Linked DNA regions of Mus musculus: region 1 is linked to region 2. The links are chromatin contacts, called in public Hi-C maps. All regions are on one chromosome and are shown on one strand. Each heading gives the region's core, a stretch centred on a gene start, on an enhancer-like site or on the middle of the called end of the contact. The rest is flanking DNA. Distances are from core to core; before and after follow the strand shown.

Region 1 (6,312 bases), core at 3,772-6,271, 90 kb after region 2:
GACAGTGGGGTGCTGTCTAAGAGACCGGGTTGGATGGTCAGCCAACAGGCTAAGTTTTAAGATCTTGGCTAGTTTCGCAGACCTCAGCATCAGCACTAGAAGTGCATCCAGAAGTCAGAACATCAGCTTGCTCACTGTGTGTACATCCTCTTCAATCTAGAAAGGAAATGTCTGAGAAACTTAATTAAGGCTGAAGTGACTCATAACATTGCAGCACACATTAAATTTCTGTCTAATCATTTTTTAAAGAGAAAAATAATCAATGGCTAATTATTTCAAAGTTCCAGCATTCTTATATAAGCTGTAGCAAGAAAATTTACTAGGGAAATTATCTCATATCCCTCTAAGATCAGACTTTCCACTAGCTGAAATGACTGTACTCTGCATTTTTTTAGGGCCATTGACAAACCTTGTTGAAAGAGATTATGCCTTACTTAATAACCATAGAATAAATAGCAGAAATGGCCATTTGCTGCTTCCTGTTTGGTTTTTGGTTTTGTTGATGGAGTGATGTTCCCTCCTGCGCCACCAATTGAGGATGTTTGTATTCTTGACCCTCTGTAGGGAAGCAGGAAAGACTCTGAACTCTAAAGACTTGCTGTGCTTTGATGTGCTCTAGCTTCCATGGCAAGAGTTCAATGTCCGGAGGAACAGATCTGAAATTACACCAAACGCAGCGAAAACGGGAGTGGAAGCACAGATATTTAGCACTTGTTGTGTGCAAGCTTGTTTGATATATAAGAACAAACCCTGTACTCACATTCAAGACAGCCTCAACTTGCTCTTAAAACAAGAGAATTAAGTATGTTGCAACAGATTTTCGGAAACTAAATGGGAGGACCAAGGAGGTGGGCGGCGCTAATGTGCACATTGATAAGAAGCAGTGCATTTTGGAGTCAAGTTATTCTGAGAACACTTTGAAGTCCGGTAGTCCAGAGCATCCCCAGAATCCAGGGTTGCCTCTTCTAGCATGCCACTTACTGAGTCCTGACAATGCACCATTTTGTAAACCCACCTTTTCTTAAAGGTAGAATGATTGTTTAGGGCTAAAGTTAGGGTCTTGCAGGTCACAGCTGGGGGCTCTGAAGTTTAATCTGATGGTGTCTTTAGCTTAACCTCCCTTTCCCTTATGGGTCACATGGTGAGAGCAAAGAGAGAAGAATCCATAAAAAATGTCTTAAATTTTCTACGAGGACATAATCTGGTTAAACCTTGGCTTGCTGTTGTTTGTGCCTCAAGGACCAACAGCTTACTCTTTGTGATGTGCAATTTACTAAGTGATGGTGATAAACCAGACTACACTGGTGAAGGACAAAGCTTCAGGAGGAAGGTGAAGGATGAAGGACAGCTGCAGGGACCTGTCCACAACGTTTCTGTTCCTTGTTTGTCTGTTTCCCTCGTGTTTACTACATGCACCATAAACTTCAATCACAGTTTTCTTTATGGACCCCACCAATCTTTCTTATGGTTGAAAGGCCTATGCAGGAGGTCACTTATATATAGATGACTTCTAGGGTGAGCTTTGTGAACATCGTGAGAGTCTAACTGTACAACTAACCATCTTTTTGAATAGTCTACTTAGGTCTGTTTTAGTTTGGATTCTTCCTTCTTTGGCTTCTTCCTCTCTCTCTCTCTCTCTCTCTCTCTCTCTCTCTCTCTCTCTCTCACACACACACACACACACACACACACACACACACACACTTTCCTCATTTAGACTCTGACACATTTTACTTTCCTTTCCATTAAGTTTTCACCTAAATTCATGCTCTAAAACTTAGTCCTGTTTCAGGGACTGCCTAATAGACTTGTGTTTGACAAATGAAGAGAGAACGTTACAGTTTCTTGGCCAAATGAAAGAGGCACAGAGTCTGATTAAAGTGAGTCAGGACTTGGCTGCCTCAGCATTCACCCTGAGGACATAGGGTGCTAGGACACTAAATGACAGCCCAGGCAGGACACTATAACACTCTTGGTACAAGCAGCCTGTAAGACATTTCGTGTGTGTGTGTGTGTGTGTGTGTGTGTGTGTGTCTCAAAGGAGAAACTATGTGGTGGAAACACTTATGTCATATTTTCTTCTCTCTTTTCCACAACCTCTACTCCTCAGGCTTCCTGCCTTCCTCTTCTCAAATCTCTAGGGTGAGCCCTGTCTCCTAATTACCACAGTGATAGTCCCAGAAAATGACTTAAATGTTTGCCTTAAATGATAAAAAATATATAAAAATGGACTGTATATTTATGAAGTAGAGCTATGAAATAGAGAGTTGTTGTCCTTAAGTAGAAGACAATTCCACAACACAAAATCAGAGTGTGATGAAGAGAAGTGTGCAAGAGACCATCTTTACACATCCTAGTTGCTATGCAAAGTATTAAGTTTTGTGTAGAAAAACAAACAAAAACCCAAAAAAACAAAAAAACCAAACAAACAAAACAGCAGATTAAAAGTACAAGGATAGAAAGAGCATTGCTTTGTGTAGTTGCTCTAATCTAAAAGAGAGAGGGGCTATGTCTTTCATGGAAGTGTGCCCATGAGTGAAAGAGATGAGATCTTTCAGATCACTGCTTGAAGAAGCGATAACTGATCATGCAAGGCACAACTTGTGGTGGGCATTATTTGAAATCATCCAGAACACACCCCACATTAGCAGTAAAACAATATTGGAAAGTGAGGCCTTGAAAATCTCAAAGCTCAGGCAACTTGAAGACTTACACAGACTTGTTCTTTGTAGAAAACTCACCTCTTTACAGGGAGGACTCTGGCGTCTGGGGGGACTCCTCTGATGCTACCAAACATAACCCTGGGCTAGTGGACACCTGGTCTTAGTCTCTCCCCTGGGCAGGTTTCTTCCTTTAAATTCTACTTCTAAAATCACACACAGCCTTATAACGGGTGGTGTGCGTCTCTATTTGCTCTCCAACTGTCATGCGAAGGAGTCAGAACTACTCTTCGTTAGTGCCCTGAAGTACAAATATAAAAAGGGATCAGCTGGTAGGAGGCAGCGTGTACATCCATATACAACCAACGGAGGAGCCTGCACTACACACAATTTTGGCAAAATGAATGGACAGCAAGGGACCGCTAGAAGAGTAACTTAACATCTATGAGGCAAAGAGAAGGGTAAGGCTATCAGTGAAATGGGACAAAGGGTTGAGTCTCAGCTTGTTTGCTTCAGACTTGTTGAATATGAATGAGAGGGGACAATGGGTGGTAGGGCCCACATGGTGTTGGCCTGCTACTGGCCTTTGCCTAAGCCAGGTTCTCTTTGTGTTTTATACACATCATTGCTCACACGCAACCCTCAGGACCTCATACAGGCCAGACTTATGTAACCTCTTTCCACCCTGCTCTTCAAAGGCAGCTATGTTTACCCTGACTTTAGGGTAACAGCTCAGAAAACTCACAGATTCAATTTGAAAAGCTATAAAAGGGGGGTGGCATGCAGTGAGGGTTTCACGTGAGGCTATTTGACCTTGCTGTAACTGGTCTAAACTGCCAGCTTTCATTCACTGTTACAACAGAAAAGGGAAAATAAGCAAAATGTCTTTGTCGCTAGATCCTGCAATTTGTTGCATATGTCTTGGCTTCAAGCCCAAAATTAAAGAAAAATCTGTCTACTCGCCAATGGCAGGATGACAACATAATATATTAAAGTCACATCAAAGTGGTCACAGAGTTAGCAGGAAAGGGAGCCAGCAGACAGCTCTGAGACTTTGGTTTCCTGTATAGGTGGGAAGAAACTCCTTGAGGTCCTGGGAAGACAAACAGGTGGGTTCTTGAAGCTGCTGAGTTGCTTCTCATAAGTAGGAAAGCCTTTTCTCTTTTGCTTCATGATTTGCTTCTGAGGATTATTAATTAGCTATAGCTTTGCTGCGTGGGGCAGGGAAACAACAAGGGACCCAGAAAGGAGGAATAAGTCAGACAAACCAACCACTAAAAATAGCTACTCATTTAAAATGCCCCTGTAAGTACAATTGGGGCATTAGACTGGGATGTGAGAAACAGAAAGACCAAAAACCCAGTAACAATGAAAAAGACATTATAAAAACATGCACCCAGGACAGACAGGATGGTGTGCATCTTCCCTCATAGGAGTCCCACACAAAATTAACTACAACTCAGAACCAACTTACATCTCTCTTGAACTATGAGTTATATCAACTGATACGCTGTGCTTTTATGTTTTAAAATAAGTTTCCCATTATTTTTAAGTAGACTTAAATTATCTTCAGAATCTCTTAGTTTGTTGGTGCTGTTCACTACACATGAAATGCTGTGGAATTCTATTATGTTAGAACCAAAATGAATGAAATACATTATAGTAACACGAAGTTTTGGAAACGTGATAAAAATAAGTACATTTTGGGCTGGAGAGATGGCTCAGCCGTTAAAGGCTAGGCTCACAACCAAAAATAAGTACATTTTGTAAAACTTGCAGAAGTCAGTTCTTTCCTTCTGTTATGTGGGTCCTGGGGATTGAACTCCGGTGGTCACGATTAGCCGCAATCACCTTACCTACTGAGCCATCTCACTTGCCACTTGTTTCTTTTTTTTTTAATTTCATTTTTAAAATTTATTTATTTATTTATTTTGTGAGTACGTATTGTGTGAATGCACGTTACACAGTACATGTGTGCAGGTCTGAGCATATCCTGTGGAAGTTGGTTCTCTTTATCTACAATGGATAGAGACTGAATTCAGATCAGGCTTGGTGGCAGGAGCCTTTACCTGCTGAGCTATATATATATATATAAAACTCCCCATCTTTTTTTTTTTTTGGAGCGCTCTCTCCCTGGCCTGAAACACACCAAGTAAGCCAGGCTGGACAGTGGACCCCAGGCTTCTGTCTGTTGCCACCTTTCCAGGAGTTTTCAGGTGTGTACACTATTATTTTACTTATGCATACAGATGCTTTGCCTGAATGTATATTTGTGCACCATGTTTGATGCCTGTGGAGGCCAAAATAATGCACCAGATCTCCAGGAGCCAGAGTTATAGATGATTTTGAGTTACCATATAAGTGTGGGAAATCAAGCTTGGATCCTCCAGAAGAGAAGCCAGTTATCATACCACTCATCAGTTTCTCCAGACCCATGTCTGGAATTTTTGTTTTAAAAATATGAATTCTAAAGATTGGACTCATTCCTCATGTTTGTACAAGCGTTACTCCCATTATCTATACAGCTTGGACAAGAACATTTAAAAACAAGTCTATGCATAATTAAAGCATACAATAATAGCACTATAATTTCTTGGCTACATTTCTAGTGAAGAAATACTCATTACCAAGTGTGGCATAGCCGAGTTTTGTGGTAGGTCTAATTTTAGCTTTTTGAGGAAGCTCCACATTGATTGATGTTCATAGTGGCAGCACTGCTTTGTCCTTCTCCCACCACTGAAGAATTGTTCCTCTTTACGTTCACAGCCACATCCCCCCCCCCACCCCCCAACTTAGTCATCTGACTCAAGTAAGATGAAGTATCATAGTAGCTACAATTTGAATTTCCCTATTGGCTCAGGATGTTGAGCAATTTTTTAAAAATGCTTCTTGGACATTTGTGTTTTATCTTTTGAGATTTCTCTCTTAACTTCCATATCTATTTTTTAAAAATTGAGTTGTTTGTTTTCTTGATGTTTAGTTTTTTTTTTAATTCTGTGTATATTTTAGATACTAACCCGCTGTTACATGTAGAGCTGGTAAAGAATTTTTTTTTTTCATTTTGTAGGCTGTATCTTCACTCAAGTAATGGTGTCCTTTGCTGTACAAAAGCTTTTTAGTTTCTGGAAGTTCCACTTATTAGTTGATCTTAATGCCTGTGCTATCAGGGTCCTATTCAGAAAGCCCTCCTGAGACAATGAATCCAAGTGTGTACTCACTACTTTCTTCTCTAACAGATTCCGGGTATCAAATGTTATGCTGAGGTTCTTGATTCAGGGAAGGTAGAGGAGGGAATATGGTGATGGATAAATAAAACTAAAGTCCTATGGGAATCTACTATTGTAGAAGTTTCTAAACACACACACACACACACACAAACACAAATAGTTAAAATGTATTTACCCTACAATTGGGCAACCAATGTCCCACTAGACAGCCCAGGCTAATGAATAAAAATCTTTGTGCTAGGTATGGGTTATCTCCTCTGGAGTCTTTTGTCAGTGAGGTCCCCTTACCCTCCAAATATTACAGGCTATTGTCAGTGCTCTTGGTTACCTGCCAGAACTTGATAATAATACCCTCTTGCTGAAGATACCACATATTTGAACCATAGAATAGGGAGAAATCAAGCTTGCCCTGATCTGGAAGCTTA
Region 2 (5,847 bases), core at 2,835-5,334:
TGTAATATAACAAATATTCATAAAACTAAATGACCATCTTCTCAGCTTTCGATAGGTTTGAAAATTCTCACAAAAGCACATTTTAAACTTCAGATGTAGCATTAATCTAACTCCTACAGCTAGCTCTCTAGAACTCTCTTACTTGCTTATTTATGCATAAATGAAATGCATTTATGTAATCACTTGCATTCCCTCTGAAAGAAGCAAAGGAATACTTACATATAATGCCTTAAATTCTTCAGTGAAAGGAGTTTTACAATGCTGGTTAAAGGATAGACAGTTACTCTATAATATTTTCCTCCTTATTTAAACTCCAGGGAGAATGCGTGTGGAAATAAAAGTCAAGAAATTTCTGAAAATGCTAATTTGGGGGTTGAATACGATGTGAATTCAATCTTTTCAAAACTCAACAATTAACAGTCATTTGACTTTAATTTACTTCATGCCAACATACTTGGCAATACTTAAAAAAAAATGGGACCCAAGTTTGTTTTAGGCTTAAAAGATTACAACAAAAAGAATTACATGGTCTTTTTATTATCAAAGTGAACCTGTCAGATACTGTGAACACATTGAACAGCTGTGAAACTTGGGAAAAGCTATGCCTTTAGAGGATTATAATGCTCCATTTACCAAGACAAAATAAAATATTTTACTACTTTTTTGGGGGAGGGGGGTAATCATCAGATTAATCCAGCCAAAACTGTGAGTCTCTTCTTTAAACAATGTAAGAAATGAATGATATAAAATCAAAACAAAGCAGGTTCATTTATGAAATAGTCCAAGCTTAGAATATCTCTAGTATAAGAAATGCAGATGGTAATTAGATCATCAACACTGTTTCTAACGGAGGCTTAGACATTCTTAAGAATTGAATTAAAAGTGTATCTACTTAGGTGCTATGGAGAAAGGTTTTTGTTTGTTTTGTAGAAGAGCACAGTGGGTAGTATAAACCTGGATACCAATTCATTGGAAAGCCAGCTCAACAATGTCATACCAGAGAAATTCGGTGTGTAGCGTGCACCAGCGCTGCCCTTTCGATGGTGTCCCTGGACCTTCCACTACACGGTTCCTTCTGATTTGGTCAGCCAGCCAGTTTCCACTCCCGTTACGCATGACAAATTTATCCAGGAACACTAATTGACTTTCTGGGCCATAAAACCAGTTGTAATTTGAATCTGCAATGGCTACAGTTCTCTGAAACCCTGTGGGCGGAAAAAGTTTGAAAGATTGAATTTAAAACTGTATATTACTAGAATAGTCCAAACAATGATCACCACGTCTATTTTAAAATTACAATAAATAGTTTATCTTAGATAAAAGTAAACAAATCTGTGACATTCGTGGCCTGTGCCATACCAGATTTACTATAATCGCCTTGAAAGCTGGTATCTGTTGTTGGTAACAGTTGTGGCACACACTGGCTCCCTTCCTCACTCTCAATGCCCATGCTATGAATGATTAAGCTTGTATCTAGGACAGACACCATCAGATGTAGTCCTGAAGCTGTAATGAGCACTAGGATTTTCTGCATCTCAACTCGACTTCTAGGCCAAGCTAAGAATGTAGGGTGCTCAGGCCCACAACACCAAGAGGAAGCTTAACTCTCAGGTGCTCTAACATGCCCAGGATTACAGGTGAGGAGGCCACAACATCTTCCCCAACACCTGGAGTAACTGGCATCCCCAGGATCCAGGATCCCCCCCCCCTGCCCCCCATCCAGCCAGTGGCACGGGTTCCTTCTGGTCTGAACCTGCACTTTGAGCTGCTCTGCTCCTACAAGACCTAGAGAGAGCCCAGCTCCCAACTGCTCTGAACTGCCCAGGATCACAAGATCACAGAGGAAGCTCCACTCCCAAGAGATTAGACAAACCCAGGAGCACTGGAGCTCTGACACACTAAAGATCACAGCTGAGGCCACAACATCTTTCTCAACACCCACCGGAACTGGGACCCCCTCAGGAACCAGGGAAACACAAATCCCCACCCAGCCAGAGGCACAGGTTCCTTCCAGCTTGTACCTGTGCCCAGAGCAAACCCAGGGCTCTGACTCCCCACCCACTTCTGCAACACCCAGAGAGAGCTCGACTCCCAGGACCTCTGACACAACAGGATCTCAGGAGCTTGGTCACACCAGGATTTCAGGGCCCCAGAGGCAGCTTGATGCCCCGAAGCTCTGACACACCCAGAATCTCAGGATCCCAGGATCCCAAAATCACACGATCAGAGAGACAACTGAACTCTGAGTTCTGACACAACCAGGAGCACAAGTGGGACAGGTTCCAGTCAGAGAACAGTGAGGGCAAGTAGCACTAGAGATAACCAGATGGTGAAAGGCAAGCACAAGAATATAAGCAACAGAAACCAAGGTTACTTGGCATCATCAGAACCCAGTTCTCCCACTACAGCAAACCCTAGATAGCCATATTCCACCAGAAAAGCAAGTCACTAAACCCAGACACTATTGCAGATGCCAAGAAGTGCTTGCTGACAGGAGCCCGATATAGCTATCTCCCTGAGAGGCTCTGCCAGAGCCTGACAAATACAGAGATGGATGCTGGAAGCCAATCACTGGACTGAACATGGGGTCCCAATAGAGGAGTTAGAGAAAGGACTGAAGGAGTTGAAGGGGTCTGCAACCCCATAGGAGGAACAACAATATCAACTAACCAGACTCCCCAGAGCTCCCAGGGACTAAACTACCAACCAAGAGTACACATGAAGGAACCCATGGCTCCAGCCACATAGGTAGCAGAGGTTGGCCTTTGTTAGGCATCAATGGGAGGAGAGGTCCTTGGTCCTGTGAAGGCTCAATGCCCCAGTGTAGGGGAATGCCAGGGCAGGGAGGTGGGAGTGGGTGGGTGGGTGGAGGAGCACCCTCATAGAAGCAGAGGAAGAAGGGGATGGGATAGGAGGTTTCTGGAGGGCAAACTGGGAAAGGGGATAGCATTTGAAGTGTAAATAAAGAAAATATCCAATTTTTAAAAAGAAGAATGTAGGGTGCTTCAGTTTGGCTTCCAATAGAGTAAAACTGAATTTGCTTATCAGGGTGAAGACAAAAACTGAATTCCCAGGAAAGCCTCTGTTAATACATACTGCCAGAATACATACTTCCTTTAGGAAGTAAAAAAAGGCAAGAATCAGAGTCAGGTATCATTACTGGAGTTAGGGAAGAAAACCATCTTAGATGTCAGGTCACTTTCCCTTTGTTTTAGATGGGATCTCTTGCTGCTAACCACTGTGGATTCCAGGCTACATAGCCTACAACTTTCATTTCCCTAGACAAGTGTTGAAATAACAGATCCTGATACTGAGTCTGGCTTTGTATAGGTTCCAGAAATTCAATTCAAACCCAGGTTCCTGTACCTGCATGACAAGCATTGTACCTGTGCCAATTCTTGGCTGCTGCATTAATTTATGGATAACTAATCTAATAAGGGGAGAGCCTGTCTAGTCTACATACATATATACAGAGCACAAAGATTTAAATATTGTATTCTTTGTTTTATTCTAGAATCACTGTCTTTAGTTTTATTTCTTGTTGCTGAAGAAAAGGAATATAATGGAGAAAAGGCTTATGAGGATCACAATTTCTGGTTACAACCTATTATTGTGGAAAAGTCAAGGCAGCAAGAACTCAAAGCAGCATGTCACATTGCATTCGTAGTCAGAAGCAGAGAGCAGTGAATTGATGCATGTATACTAATGGTCAGCTACATTTCTCCATTCATGTAGTCCAGAAGCCCTTTCCTAGGGAATGGTGTCACTCACAGTGAGCAGATGATTTAATCATGACAATTACCACAGACATGTTCACACATCATCCTAATCTAGATAATCCTTCTTTGAGACTCAATGTTGTATCAAGCTGATAAAACTGTTATGGATTAAATATGAAATGTTCACCATAGGCTCATATGTTTGAACACCCAGTCCATAGCTGGTATCAGTGTTTGGAGAAGTTATGGAAGTTTTAGGAGTCTTGCTGGAAGAAGTATGATACTGGGGGACAGGCTTTGAGACTTTATAGCCTGGCCAAGCTTTCTGCTCTCTCTTTCTCTGGTTCCTATATATAGACATGATGTGTTCAGCCAACTTCCCCCTCCTGTTGTCAAGTCATCCTATCCTGTTGCCATGTCTTTTCTGTCATGATGGATTGATCCCTCTGGAATTATTATAAGCTAAAATACCTTCTTCTTTTCTAAGTAGCTTTTTGTCAGTGTATTTTATCAGAACAGAAAAGAAACTAGGATATCAGAATTATAAAAAATTGTATTTCCCAAGGGAAGAAAATTTACCCTGATGAAAATTTACTTCCTAAATTTTCTGATCTTAGTCTTGCTTTAGAAAGGAGAATTATAAAGATGTCTTAGAAATGAGTAAGTTAGCAAATCATATAAATAATTATACACATTTTTAGATATACAACGAGATAGGAGATTATCACTAAAGTTTCATAGCATTTTGTTTTGTTCTCTATATTCTGTAACATATATTACAATATTTAATTATATATAGTGGTATTTTGTGGTTATATTACTTTTTTCTTTCTAGGATTAAACCAGGGTCTTATGTTTAGCGAGCATTCTACCACTGGCTTACTAAAACACTCAAAGAAAACACTAAGCTTCAAATGCTATATATATTTTTTTCTACTATTTATTTCAAATCTTTACAGTTTGAATGAAAAAGCTTAAAACCCAAATCTACAATAGTCTTAAGCACAGATCTCAGAAAAAGAAGGGAAGTGCAATCATTAATGCCTATATCTTGTTTAGCTTCATGAAAACAAGTTTATGGCTATCAAGTTTAAATACATAATGGAAGTGCTATGGCAGGAGAGAAATGACACTTGATCCATTATATTCCAAATAAAATACTGAAACTGCAAAGCTTCATTTGTGCTCCCAAAATTTTAATGTCTTAAAATTTTCTTGGATGAAAAAGAAACTTGCATCTCAGTAGACAAGCCTCCCCACCCTATCCCCAAGCTCATTTCTTTGTCAACTCTAGCTCATATTCATAGTCAGAAATGATGTTTTCCTTTTTCACTATACCTGGCAAGATGGTCCTATACATAAAGGCAAAGTGTTGCTTAAGCCATGGATGGCCAAAGTGGTTGATGTCAAAGTGCCTCTGAACAAGAAACATGTACTGGAACAGGGATCTAGTGGTATAGCTGCCGTATGCAACTCCTTCATAGAGAGAGCCATCTGTCACCTCTCGCAGCAAGACCAGAGACTTCTCCATGATGCTTAGAACTTGCTTGGTCCATAAATAGGCCTCCTGAAGGTACCCTGAAAGATGAAAATAATGACTAAAGGCTAAAACAGAACATGACTAAAAATATGTGTACATGTTTTACACAAAACTCTACAGTGAACCTGAACAGAGTATATGATTACAAATCACACATTTTTTTAATGCTCTTGTCAACATGATAAATAACACCCTTTCCTACTTTGTCCATGATGTGTAGGTTAAGAAGTTTTAAAACATTTACTATTACATTATTAAATACTATTTGATATGTATATTAAATATTTACTATTAGATATTAAGATTAATAAATATTAAGTATTTACTATGAAATATTAAGTATTACTAGCAAGTAGGCCATTTACTAGTTAAATAAACCCTTCAGTGAGAACCAAGTAATTATTCAATTTTTAATAAACTAAAGTCTCTCTCTCTCTCTCTTTCACACACACACACACACACACACACACACACACACACACACACACACACACACACACTGCATTACAACTTGCATGGAAATTTGGTATATGCTTTCCTAAAAGTTCTTAAATATGGTTTTTGGGTTTTTGTTTTCTGGTTTTTGTG

What was found. Hi-C and Micro-C count contacts between places; a contact is called where the count stands out from the background.
Region 1: a contact with region 2 is called in a Hi-C map of bone marrow-derived macrophages, with 1.9 times the contacts expected there. The contact joins two enhancer-like sites. A contact is called at or near these places in 3 of 15 datasets of contacts at CTCF or cohesin (CD8 T cells, embryonic stem cells and pro-B cells), 29 of 484 Hi-C or Micro-C datasets (the 63-12 cell line, the AML12 cell line, B cells and 11 more), 6 of 115 datasets of contacts at active chromatin or transcription factors (bone marrow-derived dendritic cells, embryonic stem cells and memory CD8 T cells) and 3 of 9 other capture datasets (adipose tissue, liver and pancreatic islet).

The regions. Positions count from the first base shown.
Region 1 is chr10:34,244,385-34,250,696 of GRCm38.p6, forward strand. The region is part of intron 1 of Gm26564 (a long non-coding RNA gene); the gene reads right to left. Among named protein-coding and RNA genes, the nearest start is that of Tspyl1, 35 kb to the right of the region's middle. Within about 2 kb of position 5,022, at least 35 of the 459 cell types and tissues checked have an H3K27ac peak or open chromatin away from gene starts, as enhancers often do. A contact at or near this core is called in bone marrow-derived macrophages, where this site is marked.
Region 2 is chr10:34,154,912-34,160,758 of GRCm38.p6, forward strand. It overlaps Dse (dermatan sulfate epimerase), which reads right to left. Exons shown (of 6, transcript NM_172508.3): 4 at 5,058-5,297; 5 at 998-1,205. Among named protein-coding and RNA genes, the nearest start is that of Calhm6, 30 kb to the left of the region's middle. Within about 2 kb of position 4,085, at least 4 of the 459 cell types and tissues checked have an H3K27ac peak or open chromatin away from gene starts, as enhancers often do. A contact at or near this core is called in bone marrow-derived macrophages, where this site is marked.